Linked DNA regions of Canis lupus: region 1 is linked to region 2. Evidence: chromatin contacts called from public Hi-C data. All regions are on one chromosome and are shown on one strand. The core of a region is the stretch at or near the end of the contact, and the rest is flanking DNA. Distances in the headings are between cores, read along the strand shown.

Region 1 (6,610 bases), core at 2,990-5,489, 440 kb after region 2:
GAGCCTGCGTCTCCCTCTGCCTGGGTCTCTGCTTCTCTCTCTGGGTCTCTCATGAGTAAACAAATAAAATCTTATAAAAAACACAAAAAAAAAAACCCAAAACAAAACAAAGGACAAGCTGAAATGATGATAACTCAGATTACAGGACTGTCAACTTCCGAGCTCCCATGACCTGACCTGAGGGCTGAAGCGCTGGGAGGCACCGTGGCCTTAGACGTGCCGACGGGGCCGATTAGTCCAGGAGTCTTGGGCTACACGCGGCGCAGCCCGAGGATCTGATTCCTGCCCGAGCTGGGAGCGCGACTGGCCGCCGACGGCCTCCTGCTAGGCTCCTTGGCTCCACAAAACAGCCACGGACCGTGCCTGGGCCTGGCGTCCGTCCCTGTGCTGTGCGGGCAGCAGGGGCTGCAAGACGAAGAGAAGCGCCCGCCGTCCAGGCTGTGCGGCCACAGGCAGAGGCCCAGGGCCGGGGGGCCCCAGGGCAAGGGGTGGGAGCTGCGCCGGCTGAACCCTGGACCGGAGGCCTTCCAGAGGGCGTCCACGCCAGATGTCAGGGCGTGAGCAGGACTTTACCTGCAGGACAGACACGGGTTGTTTCAGGCAGAAAAAAATTGCTTGTACGAAGGCACAAAAACACCTAAGAATGAGGTTTGACCAAAAAGCGATGGCCCAGGAGTGACGCTGGGGGTGTGGCAAGAGGTGAGAGGGGAGCCCGCTCCTTTGGGTCACACGGGCTCCTAGCCACCCGATCTGGACATCTGGACGTGAGCGCTAGCGTTCGCATTTCTATTGCCGCATAACAAATAACCCCAAACTGAGGTGTTTAGGACAACAAACACGTCTGGCCTCACTCTTTCTGTGGGTCAGGGATCCAGGCACAGCTTAGTGATCCTCTGACTCAGGGTCTCCCCGGTGGCAATCAAAGTGACAACCCGGGCCGTGTTGGGTTGGACGCAGGGAGGCCTTTGGGGCTCAGGCCCGTAGCTGTTGGCCAAGCTCAGGTCCTTGCAGGCTTCTCGCGGAAGGCATCCTCGGCTCCTTGCCACACGGGCCTCTCCGCAGGCAGCTCGCCACGTGTCGGGTGGTGGAGAGAGAGACGGAAGGAGACAGAGAGGGGTCGAGAGAAAGCTGTAGTCTTCTTGTAACCTAATCTCAGAGGTAACTTCCCATGACTTTTTAAAAATTCTATTTGTTTAAGGAGTCCCCAGATGGAGCCCGCAGGCCCACAGGTGGGAATACCTGCCTGCAGGTGAGGACGAGCGGGGCGTTTCAGAGGCCGCCTACCGCGTACAGGAGAGCTATGGAAGGCACGAACCCAGCGTCCTCCCATTCTGCACAAATTAGAGAGACAGACGTGTGATTTCACCGCATATTAGTTTGTTTCTGTCGACGGGCACATCTGGTCCCCTGGAAAACGACGTGCTTCACTCCACACCCCTCCCCGAGGATTTTATACAACCCACTCGGCACTCTCGCGGTTATTATTAGAGGGATCCAGCCACAGGCTGCAGAGAAAGGAAGTGATCAGGACCCCACACTGGGGAAAAGGTCACACGCCAACTGAAAATGAGAAATGAATCTGAGCGGAGCTAAGAACCGCGGCTGACAGCTCAGCGCGCGATGCCCACTTGCCCGGCTTGGCAGCGGACCTGGGTTTTCCCACACGCAACCGAAAATAACTAACGTTCATCCTGCGGGAGCGCCACTAAAATAGGTACCTACGGGGAGCTGCACCCGCCGCTCATTGAGGCTGCAGGCCGTCTGCAATGACCGAGCTGGAAGGAGACACGAGTTAGGTTGCCACTTGCGGCACCCCTGCCCCCGTCCCAGGTCACAGAGCTGAAAGTGGTTGTGGAACTCTGACAGTTCAGATGTTGTGTCTCTTCTTGCAAATAAACGTGACACCCGTTAGAATCTCCACGATGGCAGGTGACTGGCCCTGACCCCTGGTGGGACCTAATCTCTTGGGAAGCCTGGTTTCCTGCTTCTCAGACCTGGGTTTAATTGCCACGAACAGAGGGACGGGCTGGTAAAAGTGCCCAGAGAGGAGAGCAACCTGCCCACCTGTGACGTGTTCCACGTAGGGGTGGCAGAAAGAGGACTAGCCCGGAATCATCCCGAGAGGCACGTGGATGGCTCATCTGAAAGCTCTCAGGGTCTGCATCCAGGTAGATACAGAAGTTGTCCTGTGCGTTTATTTTTTTTATTCTTTTGACAGAGAGAGGGAGCGCGCACACAAGCAGGTGGAGCAGCAGGTAGAGGGGGAAGCAGGCTCCCTGCAGAGCAAGGAGCCCAGTGCGGGGATCCCAGGACCCCCGGGGTCACCACCTGAGCTCAAGGCAGACGCTTGACCGACTGTCACCCGGGCACCCCTCTCCTGTTTTTAAAAACCAAACATACAAGAAAACGCGAACAATAACGTGAACGTTAGGGTCTCCCCTCAAACGTGGCTAAGAAGCAACTGATGCACGGATAATGTGGGTGTGTGGAGATCTTCTGTTATGCAAGGCCCCCCCCAATTGTAGTGTGTCCTTAATAAAACAGCATCTTCCTTGACCTGCCGTTGGAAGTAAGTGCATGAGTGTGGAAGGGCCCCGCTGTCCTGGGACCCAGGAGGCTGCAGCAGCTTTCAGGGCAGGTTGCGTCTCCACTACTCTGAATCCCAACTTCCCTTTGCAGAAGGTAAAGAGTATTCCTTCCCGTCCCTGGAGACCTTAGTCATGGATGAAGCTCATTTACAAGCACCCCTCGCCCGCTTCAGCCGCGCACATCCCCACCCTTTATCCCCATGATGACCTTGGAAGTGACCAAGAGTTCCCAGGTAACCTCTCTGCCTCCGTGAAAGGTCTGCTTTTGCTTGTTTCGCAGGTCTCCGTAAATCTCAAAAAGAAAACTAAAGGGTCGCCTAAGCAAACCCCCGAGACAGTGCCTCTCCACGACCTCCCTGTCATTTTAGGGGTCATTTCACGCCTGGTTTAACTTTCTGCAATCATTTTTAGTATCTCCTTTTGCAGACTTCTTGGGGCCTGGGAGGGAAATGGAGTGAAGCTGAAGGAAACCAAAGGTGAGTCCCGCGGGGTGGGCGGATGGATGCCAGCAGGGAGGCTCCGGGGCTGCGGCCCACGCCCCCTCCCACCCCAGCCCCCTGGAGGCCAGCGCTCCTCACCGCGCACCCCGCACCCCGCACCCCGCAGGGGCACGACGTGCAGCCGAGCGAGGTCAGGGAAGTCGGGCGGGCTCCCCGCGCTCCCCCAGCACCTCCACCCCTGCAGGCGGCGCCCGGGGCGCCCACCCCCCACATCCGCTCCCGAGCTCCTCTGCACAGCAGGGCGCTCCCGGGGCCCCCGACCGCGCCGGGAACCGCTTTCCCGGGGGCCTAGGGCGAGCCCCGGCCTTTGCTAACGAGGGCGTGGCTCCCCGGGGGCTCGTTCCCGGCAGGCGCACCGGGTCCCTGCGGGGACGGGGACGCGGACTTCCCGCCGCGGGGCAGGCGCTCGCTGCAGCTCCCTGCACCGCCCCTCCCGCCCCGCGGCCGCGCATGCGTGGAGGGGCCGCGCCGGCTCCGGGCTCCCGGGCTCCAGCCGCCGGGGCCGCGCATGCGTGGGGAGGGCCGCGCCGGCTCCTAGGCTCTCGGGCTCCCGTCGCGGGGACCGCGCATGCGTGGGGAGGGCCGCGCCGGCTCTCGGCTCCCGGGCTGCCAGGCTCCTGGGCTCCGGCCGTCGGGGCCGCGCATGCGTGAAGAGGGCCATGCTGGCTCCTGGCTCCCAGGCTCCGGCCGCGGGGGCCGCGCATGCGTGAGGAAGGCCCGTCGGCTCCGGGCTCTCGAGCTCCGGCCGTCGGGGCTGCGCATGCGTGGAGAGGGCCTCGCGGGCTCCCGGGCTCTCGGACTCTGGTGGTGGGGGGCCGCGCATGCGTGGAGAGGGCCCGCCGGCTCCGGGCTCGGCTCCGGGCTCCCGCCGTCGGGGCTGCGCATGCGTCGGTGGTGGGGCCGGGGCTGCCCCGCGGAGCCCCGAGCGCCCGGGGTCAGGCTCTCCCCCGTTGCCAGGCTGCTCGGCGGGGAAGCCGCATCGTCGGAAGCGAGCCAGAGGGTGCTGAAGGCACAGGCTCCCTCCAGGGCATCTGCGAGGAGGCGGATGCAGAGGGCGGTGGGCGCCGGCCCAGGCTGCAGTTTCTGAATCCCTGCAGCTGGGGCCAGATCCAGCCCGTAGGGCGAGGCTTGCACGCCCCTTCCGTGAGCATCCATCAGGCTGCAGGCTGCTGCGGGCCAGGCGCGTGCATGGCACGGAAGATAAGCAGGGACACATCAGAGGCCGTGCCCTCTGCATGGGCGTCGACCAGTCACAGCTGGGCTCGACCTCGGCAGGCCTGCACTACTAGCCAGGTGGCCCGGTGTAGCTAAGCTCTGGGAGCCGTGGGTTCCTGGTCTGCAAAAAGGAGATGAAATAGAACCTACCTGCCGGGTCGCAGGGTGTAAGTGACATGAGGTGCACACTGCTCAGCGTGGTCACTGCAGTGCAAGGCACCCCCATGTGCACGCAGGATTTGGGGACTAGAAGCGGTGGGTACAGAGGTGTCCCCGGGACAGTCACAATACTCATTTCCAGACCAAAGTGACGCAGAACGAGAGGGAAGGTACTTTCCCCCTAAGCCCTGGGTGGCACTTAGGGAGACTCACCCAGGGCTACGTGACCTGGCACACAGAGGCGAGAGGAAACTGTCTATGTTTCCACCAGCTGCTGGCCGCCACCCTCTGTCTCCCTCCTTTCCCAGCTCTCGCTGTGACTCATGGCGGCTGCAGAGATAGGTGAGGACCTCTCAGCAGAGTGAAATGCGTTCTCCGAGGAGGTTTGATTTAGGTTTGAAGTCCTGCTCATCGCAGGCAGCTCTCCTCTCTTCCTAGGCAGGGCAGGCAGAGGAGCAATCCCTCCCAGCGACCAGAAGGAATGGGGGTGAAGCCCCTACGGCGTCAGACTGGAGCGGTCTGGACTCTGGATCATCAGAGCTGAAGACCGTCCAGGCCCGTGCCCTGGTGTAAACGGAGGAGCTTGGAAAAACATGTAAAAGGTCAAATGACCTCAAGCTTTAGACTCAGCTCAGCCCTGACTCTGTGTTCATTCACCCCCTCCTGCACACTGCTCCAGAGGCTCCGTTTCAGGAAGCAGGGAGAAGGAAATGGAAAATCGGAACCCAGAAGAGTTCCCAGGTTCGTGCAGCTCCACGGATAGCGGTAGCACTCGCTGTGATAGTGACTGGAGGACGAGGAATGGCTCTGAGTGGAGGATGGCATGTTTTGAACGCATTTTTCATGTGCAGGAGACTTCCAGGGGTGACCTCCAGGTGCCAAGCCTGCCAGAGAGAGGCTGCGCGAAGCACCCCCGGGAAATAGTCAACATAGAGGTGGGCCCTGAAGCTGGGGCTGCACTGAGTGGGAAGGTGATGGGATGGAGGAGAGCTGAACCTGATGGGTACCGGGTCCTGAGGCCCAAATAGGGGTCCTGAGGAGAGCGCAGAAAAGTGAAAAAACTAGGGGGAAAATGGCAGCAAGCAGTCCAAGTGAGGAGGTTTTTCTGGGGTGAGGAAGTGACCAGGAGCAGGAAATGCCACAGAGATGCCCAGCACATGAACGCTGGGATGTAACCATTGAGAGGGACAATGAGGAAGTCAAGTCATGGATGAGTCATTGACCCCTGTTTCGATGAGGTCATGAGAGCAGAAACCAGGTCACAAGGGGTTGGAGGCAAATAGAGTCAAGAAAGAGGAGCAGCAGGACAGTGGGTACAGCTTACTGCTTCGGAAGAGTTGGGTGGTTGGAGAAGGGGAAATTACAGCCAGGGAGCCTTGGGGGGGGTTGGCTTCGGTCGATGTCTTTTTACTGGAAGACACCGAAACATGCTGACAGGCTAAAGAGAGGTGGGGCTGGGTGAACGGGGAGGAATAGAGTGGGTGGGGTCTCGGTACAACCTCCGCAGGATGATGGGAGGAGAAGCTCTTCTGTCCCCATTAACCCAAAGGAAGGAGTCCTCTTCCTTCATTCTTTTTCTTCCACCAGGTGAAGGGAAGCAGTGCACTTGAAGGGTTTGGGGATGGACTTGAGCTCTTCACAACCACCTTTGTCTGAGTCATGGATCTAACCATGGCATCCATCTGTCAAATGCATTTAATGAGCCTCATTTGCATGTGGAGCTGTGCTCAACACCACGCGAATGATGTGACATAGTTCCTGTTATTACCATGTCGGTCAGGACTCTGGGTAGCAGGTGACTGAAACCCAGCTCTAACCAGCTAAACCAACAATGGAATCCATTAGTTTGCTAAACTGGGTAGACTGGTTGAAGGTATGGTTCGATTTTAGGTGCTTAAAAAAGGTGCTTTTAGGAGTAATAGGAATCATGACGTATGAATTTAGTCTGCTCAAGGCATTCATCTGCCTGGTGGAGGTGAGGGGTGAAAATTCTTTCCAGAAGGTACCCAAAGATAAAAGCTTCACAATTCAAGTGTGGAGTTTGAAGCAAGACAACATCTGTGTAACTCAAGCTCTTACCTTGAGAAAAATACCCCCACCTTCCATTACCTTCTTCTTTAGCAGACCAAGGACTGGGTTTGGTAGACT
Region 2 (6,657 bases), core at 1,021-3,520:
AGGGCATGATCCTGGAGTCCCAGGATCGAGTTCCATGTCAGGCTCCCAGCATGGAGCCTGCTTCTCCCTCCTCCTCCTGTGTTTCTGCCTCTCTCTATCATAAATAAATAAATTAAAAAAAAAAAAAAAAAACCTTTCATGTCTGAAAAACGGTGCATGGAGTACAAGAATCATACTTTGCAGAGTTTCATTTGACTTCAGCAATGTTAACTTACTTAGTTTTTCTGATAAACCCCGTGATTGAGGCCAGTGCCCAACTGTTGTAATTTCACCCTCGAATCCTACTTCTTTAAATGTCAGAAGTGCTGTCTCTGAGTCAGTCAGTCAATAATTTTTCTTTTAAAAAAAAAAAGATTTATTTATTTATTTATTCATGACAGACACACGGGGAGAGAGAGAGAGAGGCAGAGACCCAGGTAGAGGGAGAAGCAGGCTCCACGCTGGAAGCCAGATGGGGGACTTGATTCCGGGACTTCAGGATCCTGCCCTGGGCCAAAGGCAGGAGCCAAACCGCTGAGCCACCCAGGGATATATATATATATATTTATTTATTTATTAATTATTTATGAGAGGGGGGGGAGAGAGAGAGAAAAGCAGGCTCCACGCAGGGAGCCTGAGGTGGGATTCTATTCCGGGTGTCCAGGATCACGCCCTGGGCGGAAGGCGGCGCTAAACCGCTGAGCCACCGAGGCCGCCCAATAACTTTTCATATTAAAATAATGGCCGCCCATTAATATGCCTACATATCGGGCAGCCCGGGTGGAGACCCGGGATCGAGTCTCACGTCGGGCTCCCTGCACGGAGCCTGCTTCTCCCTCTGCCTCTGTCTGTGCCTCTCTCTCATGAATTAGGAAAAAAAAAAAAAAAAAAAAAATCTTTAAAAAAAAAAAAAGATGCCTACATATCTATACAGCCCAAGTTGATGCTTTATCGAAAATAAGACACAAGTGATCTTTCAGACATCCTTCTACGTAAAAGTGCACCACGGGCAGCCCAGCGGCCCAGCCCGGGTGGCTCAGCCGTTTGGCGCCGCCTTCAGCCCAGGGCGTTATCTTGGAGGCCCCGGATCGAGTCCCACGTCGGGCTCCCTGCGTGGAGCCTGCTTCTCCCTCTGCCTGTCTCTCTGTGTCTCTCGTAAGTAAATAAAATCTTAAAAAAAAATAAAAAAGTGCACCATGTAAAACATACGTTCACTTGAGAAACATACTTACTTGTGTTTGAGAACAAATTTCACGTTTTTGTATGCGAAAGCCACCAGGTAAGTGCTTACGAGGGTCATCACACTGTAGAGCACGGCCGACTGAATGAGATCCATGTGCCATATTCGCCAATACAGCCCTGCATCAGGCCCGGGGCGGGGACACAGACAGGAAGGGAACGTCAGCGCCCAGTTAGAGGCCCGACCCGGCGTAGCCAAGCCCGCAAAGTTCAGGCCGGGGGAGGAGATCCGGCCCAGCGCCTGAGGCCCGACGGAGGCGGTCAAGTCCTGGCCGCGCACCTGGCCGGCTCGGAAGCCGTGAGGCGCACCACCTCGCCCTCGCCCTCGCCATCCCCATCATCCCCATCCCCCGGCGCAGGCGAGACGTCGACCCCCAGCCCCCAGCCCCCGGCCCCCGGCCCCCGGCCCCCGGAGGAGAGCGGGTTCGGGACGCCCCGCCCCCCTCAGGGCGCCGCGGACGCTGCGCGGGCCCGGGCCGCCGCTCGCACGCTGACGTGGCCGCCCCCCGCCCCCACCCCCCCGAGCGGGCGCCGCGAGCCCCGGCCTCCCTCCCCGGCCGCGGACGTGCCGCGGGGGCCTGCGCGGTTCTCCACCCGAGCGACAACCAGCCTGCCCCGTTGGCCTGAGAGTGGGGCCGATCGTCAGAGCGCGGCGCCGGCGCGGCCCTGCAGCTCCACTTCCGCCTCAGGTCGAGGGGTCCGGCTCCGGTTCCTTAGCTTCCCCGCAGCCGGTAAGCCTCGGGCTCAGAGCCGGTCACGGCGGGCGGCCGCCGTCCCGGAGCCAGCGAACCCCGGCCTGGGCGAGCCGGGCCCCGCCACGTCCCCGCCCCCGCCCCGTCGCCGCCCGCCCCGGCGCTCACAGATGGGGATGGCGGACACGATGAAGGCGTTCCCGAAGAAGAGCGCGGAGGACTTGGCCGACAGGTTGCGGCTGAAGTCCTGCAGGAGCAGGTCCTCCTCGGACTGCTGCTTGGAGCCGCCTTTGGGAGCCATGGCGGAGCGGCGCGGGGAGCCTGCGGGCCGGGCGGGCCGGACGCCTCTAGCACCGCCCCCGCGGCCGCCGTACCCGCGAGCGACCCGTCAGCGCCACGCGCGGAGGCGGGCCTTGGCGCGGCGCGGGAGCAAGCTCGCCCAGGATTGGCCGCCGCTCCCTACGCGCCCCGGCCTGATTGGGCAAGCCGGCCACACTTCCGGTTCCCGGCCCGCCCCTAGCAGCCGGCTTCCGGAGGGCGGGGCTTTCTGGTGTCAGGCAGGCTTTTTTTTTTTTAAACAAAAACTTTATTGACATCCCACTTCTCAGGGCCCGTCAGGCTTCCCAGGTCGACGGAATTCCCAAGTCGGAAGGCGCGCCCTGGCCTCGGGTCCGAGCCGGCCGTTCGGGGAGCTTGCGGGTAGCGCCCCGGGGCACTGCAGGAGGAAGGGGAGGAGGATGGTGTAGCTAAACCCGCGTTCAGTCCTTTCTCCTTCACGCACCCATTATCTCCTTACGCAGCCTCAGAAGCCTGGACAAGCACATCCGGTGGAGAACCTGAAGGGAGCGCGCAGCAGAGCTGGTCTCCAGGGCGTCGACAAAAATCACAGTCGACCTTTCCACGGAAGAGGCGGCACTTCAGCTTCTGAGGAGCTCTTGGCCTCCCTGATGAATATTTAATAAGATAATACACTTAAAAAAAATAATAATAAAGTGATTTTTAAGATTTTATTTATTCATGAGAGACAGAGAGAGGCAGAGACACAGGAGGAGGGAGAAGCAGGCTCCATGCAGGGAGCCCGACGCGGGACTCGATCCTGGAACCCCGGGGTCACGCCCTGGGCTGAAGGCGGCACTAGACCGCCGAGCCGCCTGGGCCGCCCACAACTTTATTACTTTATCCCAACGCGATCTTTACAGTAATGTGGACTCCACAGCCATGCTAAGTAAGACATAAAACTAAGTAAAGAACATGGTGGCTAGGCAGGCCTCCTCTAAAGCTCAGAAAATTGAGTAGGCCTGTTAGAACCACCACATACCATTTTTAACTCCTTGCATTATCACTTTTTCTTTAAAAAAAACAAAAACAAAAAACTCAACCAGGGGCCCCTAGGTGGCTCAGTTGGTTAAGGGTCTGCCTTCTGCTCAGGTCATGATCCCAGGGTCCTAGGATGGAGCCCAACCAGGGGCTCCCTGCTCAGCAGTGGGTCCGTTTCTCCCTCTGGCCCTCCATCTGCTTGTGCTGTGGACCCGCTCTGTCATAAATACATACATAAACAACTAATCTTAAATACTTCAATCAGAGCAAAAACTTCTTTCATCTACATTACTGGCAGGAGGCAAACTTCTCCAACCTTCAGCTTCCCTATCAACAGATTAGATGAGATTAAGATGAAAGATCTACTAAATTGCGAATGATTTACACGGTTTCCATTCTAATGGAGCTTCCGGTCTTCAACTTTTCAGCCTATTCTCTATTCTCTAAGTACCAGAGGGAGTTTTCTTGAAATATAAGCTTCTAATAAATGCCGGAAGCTTTCATCAATAGCAGCAAAATAAGAAAAGAATAGACCATTTAGTGATTTTTTTTTTCCAGAAATTTAAGTATTCATTTAAAAAGATCTGCATTACATCCCTTTCAAATGGTAAAAATGCTCTTTTATTATGCAATGGTGGTGGAAGAAAAACTTTCTCTTCCAACGTACACCCCCCCCCCCTCAGTTTTTTCTACTCATTCGTTCAGGCTAAAATGCTATTTTTCAACACTAATGCTTCTTTCCCTCTCCATCTGTGACCAATTCATCAGCAAAATCTTCTGCATCTGTCTCTATACCTAGATTTCTTGTTTACTTTTTATAAGCCAAGGATGGTAAAAGATAAAAATCAGAGAACTGTAAGGTCAAAAGGGACAGATACCAGGATATTTAAAAGAAAATAAGAAACGATGAAATTAAGAATTACACCTGAGAAAAGTATTTAAACAAAATAGGTAAGCTATAAGTTTGAAATGTTAAGTAGATAAAAGAAACATTATGGGAAGGATCAAAGAAGGTAGCCTAGAATTAATACACTTTGCAAAACAGGAATAAGAACTAAAGATAAATAGAAGAGAATCTAAAATATTAGGAATTTCAACTTTTTAATGGAGGTAAGATAAAGAAATATGGAACCAATAATGCTAACGACAGAGAAGGTTTTTCGGTAATTTTAACAATGAAGACATGAAGATAGCATGCTCGAAGTATGGGACAGTGTGTTCTTATACCAAATGCAATCTAGTTCCTTTTGAAGGAACTAAGGAACCCAAAAATCTAAGGATCATCTATATGTAGCACATGTGGCCATGGCACTTAGACAAGCAAAGTGTGCTTAAAAAGAAAAAAAAAAAAAAAAAAAAGGAAGGGTAAGCAATAGATTCTGTGCAAAGATCCACAATATATTTTGGCTATTTCAATATAGTTCAACTCTAGGAAGGAACCAGATGGACTTGATTCCATCCCAGCTTGATTCTGCTCTGTGAATTTAAAGCTTAACATTTCCATTGTATCACTTCGTACTTAGATTAGAAAAAAAAGAGGGGGGTGGAATTTAAAGAAATATTTATTTCTGGCAGGGACATAGAAAACAAGTTTCTCTCATCCACTGCTGATGGCTTCGTGGAAGAAAATCCAACAAGTTAAAAATTAATACACCTTTCTTGTGACAGACACTGCAAATTCCCTAGCCAGTAAAGAAAAACCCAGCTTTTCACTGGGACCGTATGAAAAATAACAGATGAATCATCATGGGCTACTCTGGGGTAGGAGTGGAGGGGAGAAGCTCTCCATTTTACAAAGTCCATTTGAAATGCAAATCTCATTATGGAAAGGATTTTTGAAAGAAGAGATGAAACACTTCTATTAGTTTCTAGGTATATTTTAAAGTCCCACCTGAGAAAGGATTTACTCAAACTACATATTTCAGGCACTGGTATGTGATTAATTCATTGGTTCATCTCTTCATTCAGCTATGATTTATTGAAAAGCTACTATGAAAGGTACTATGCTAGAATCTTAGAAGTACCCAAATAATCATCATTATGATTATAATAACCAATGTTTGAGTCTTTGTTATACATCCAGCTCTATGGTAGGTTCTTGATATATCATCTAATTCAATTCTAGGAGGTATATATTATCCCATTTCTCAGATGAAGAAACAGAGGCACAGATTAGCAAAGTAGCTCACTTAAGATCCCACAGCCAGTAATTGGTGGAGTCAAGTTCTGAACCCCAGGCAATCGGACTCCAGGATTTTCACTCATAACCGTGCAGGAGTTCTGGTCTCCTCCGTACCAGCAGAATCTCAAGGTCTAAGTGTTTGCTCTGCTGAAGCCCTGTTTTGAGCAAACAGCCGAGGGTAGCTTCTCGTGTGCCAGTTGCCATGCAGAGTGATGCCACACTGCAGCTCTAACCAGCACAACCCTGCACAGATAGGATCCTGCACCAAACCCATAGACAAAACTCATGACCAAGCCTGGCCTCACAGAGGAGTCGGTCTCAAGGAGTGTGAAAATGTTAGAAAGAAACAGTTATTAGAGGTGTGCAGAAACAAAGCCAACTAAGAGGCAAAAACCAAAAACCATAAATCATCAGCAGCCATAAATTAAAGAAAGGGAAATTTAGATGCTCAATGGGCCTCAGGGCTTTCTCATCTCCCTCTAAGCCTGAACAACACCTGCAGTGAAGCAAAAACGAAAACAGGTTAGAAATATAGTAAAATAGGCAATATAAAAATATTTACCTGCAAATGAAAGAGATGGTGTTCAACATAGCTTATCTATCACCTCTTCCCCAAAATGTTTAAGGCAAAGGTAACAAAATCAAATGCATACATGATCCAGACAAGTAACCTGTGACTTAATACAAAATACGTACTTGGTCTCTGCCCAGCTTCCTGACACACAACTCCTGAAATCCTTGGAATTACCTGAGTGATACAGGGGAGAGGTGTATCTCTTGTTTTTTTTATAAGCCCCTTTCAGCCACACCTGAGTTTATGTTAATGAGCTGGCTCTTCCAGGATGGGAGCTTCCTGTGCGAGGAACCAACCTCAGGATTAGAGGATTAGAACTTCCAACGTCACCCCACCACCACCTCTGGGGAGGATAGAGTGAAGAGGAGCTGGAGAGTGAATCACCAATGGCTAAGGACTTAATCATATCTGCGCAAGGGAGCCTCCATAAAAACCCTTAATGGGATTCAAAGAGCCTTTGCTGGGAAGGTGGGGTGCCCAGAGAAGGCACGGAGGCGGCCCTGTATCTTTTCCTGAACACTTTGCCCTTATGCATCTTTTCCATGGGGCTGCCCCAGAGTTGCATCCATCATAATAAAGCAGCAAACCTTAAGTAAAGCACTTTCCTGAGTTCTGGGCGCCGTTCTTCACAAGTTATTAAAGTGGAGTAAGGGTTTGTGGGAACCCTTGATTTT

The links. A called contact is a pair of places that touch in the nucleus more often than the background predicts.
Region 1: a Hi-C map of blood shows a contact between it and region 2, with 3 times the contacts expected there. The contact joins the enhancer-like site here to the promoter of SSR3 in region 2. A contact is called at or near these places in 2 of 9 Hi-C or Micro-C datasets (both in blood).

The regions. Positions count from the first base shown.
Region 1 is chr23:51,145,777-51,152,386 of UU_Cfam_GSD_1.0, forward strand. It overlaps LOC111092015 (a long non-coding RNA gene), which reads right to left and starts at 1,162. Exons shown (of 4, transcript XR_005377267.1): 1 at 178-1,162. Within about 2 kb of position 4,240, at least 5 of the 20 cell types and tissues checked have an H3K27ac peak or open chromatin away from gene starts, as enhancers often do. A contact at or near this core is called in blood, where this site is marked.
Region 2 is chr23:50,703,311-50,709,967 of UU_Cfam_GSD_1.0, forward strand. It overlaps SSR3 (translocon-associated protein subunit gamma), which reads right to left and starts at 2,271. Exons shown (of 5, transcript XM_038571285.1): 1 at 2,079-2,271; 2 at 1,212-1,338. The coding sequence starts at 2,211. It overlaps LOC119865440 (a long non-coding RNA gene), which reads left to right and starts at 1,746. Exons shown (of 3, transcript XR_005377260.1): 1 at 1,746-1,949; 2 at 2,519-2,609; 3 at 2,711-2,883.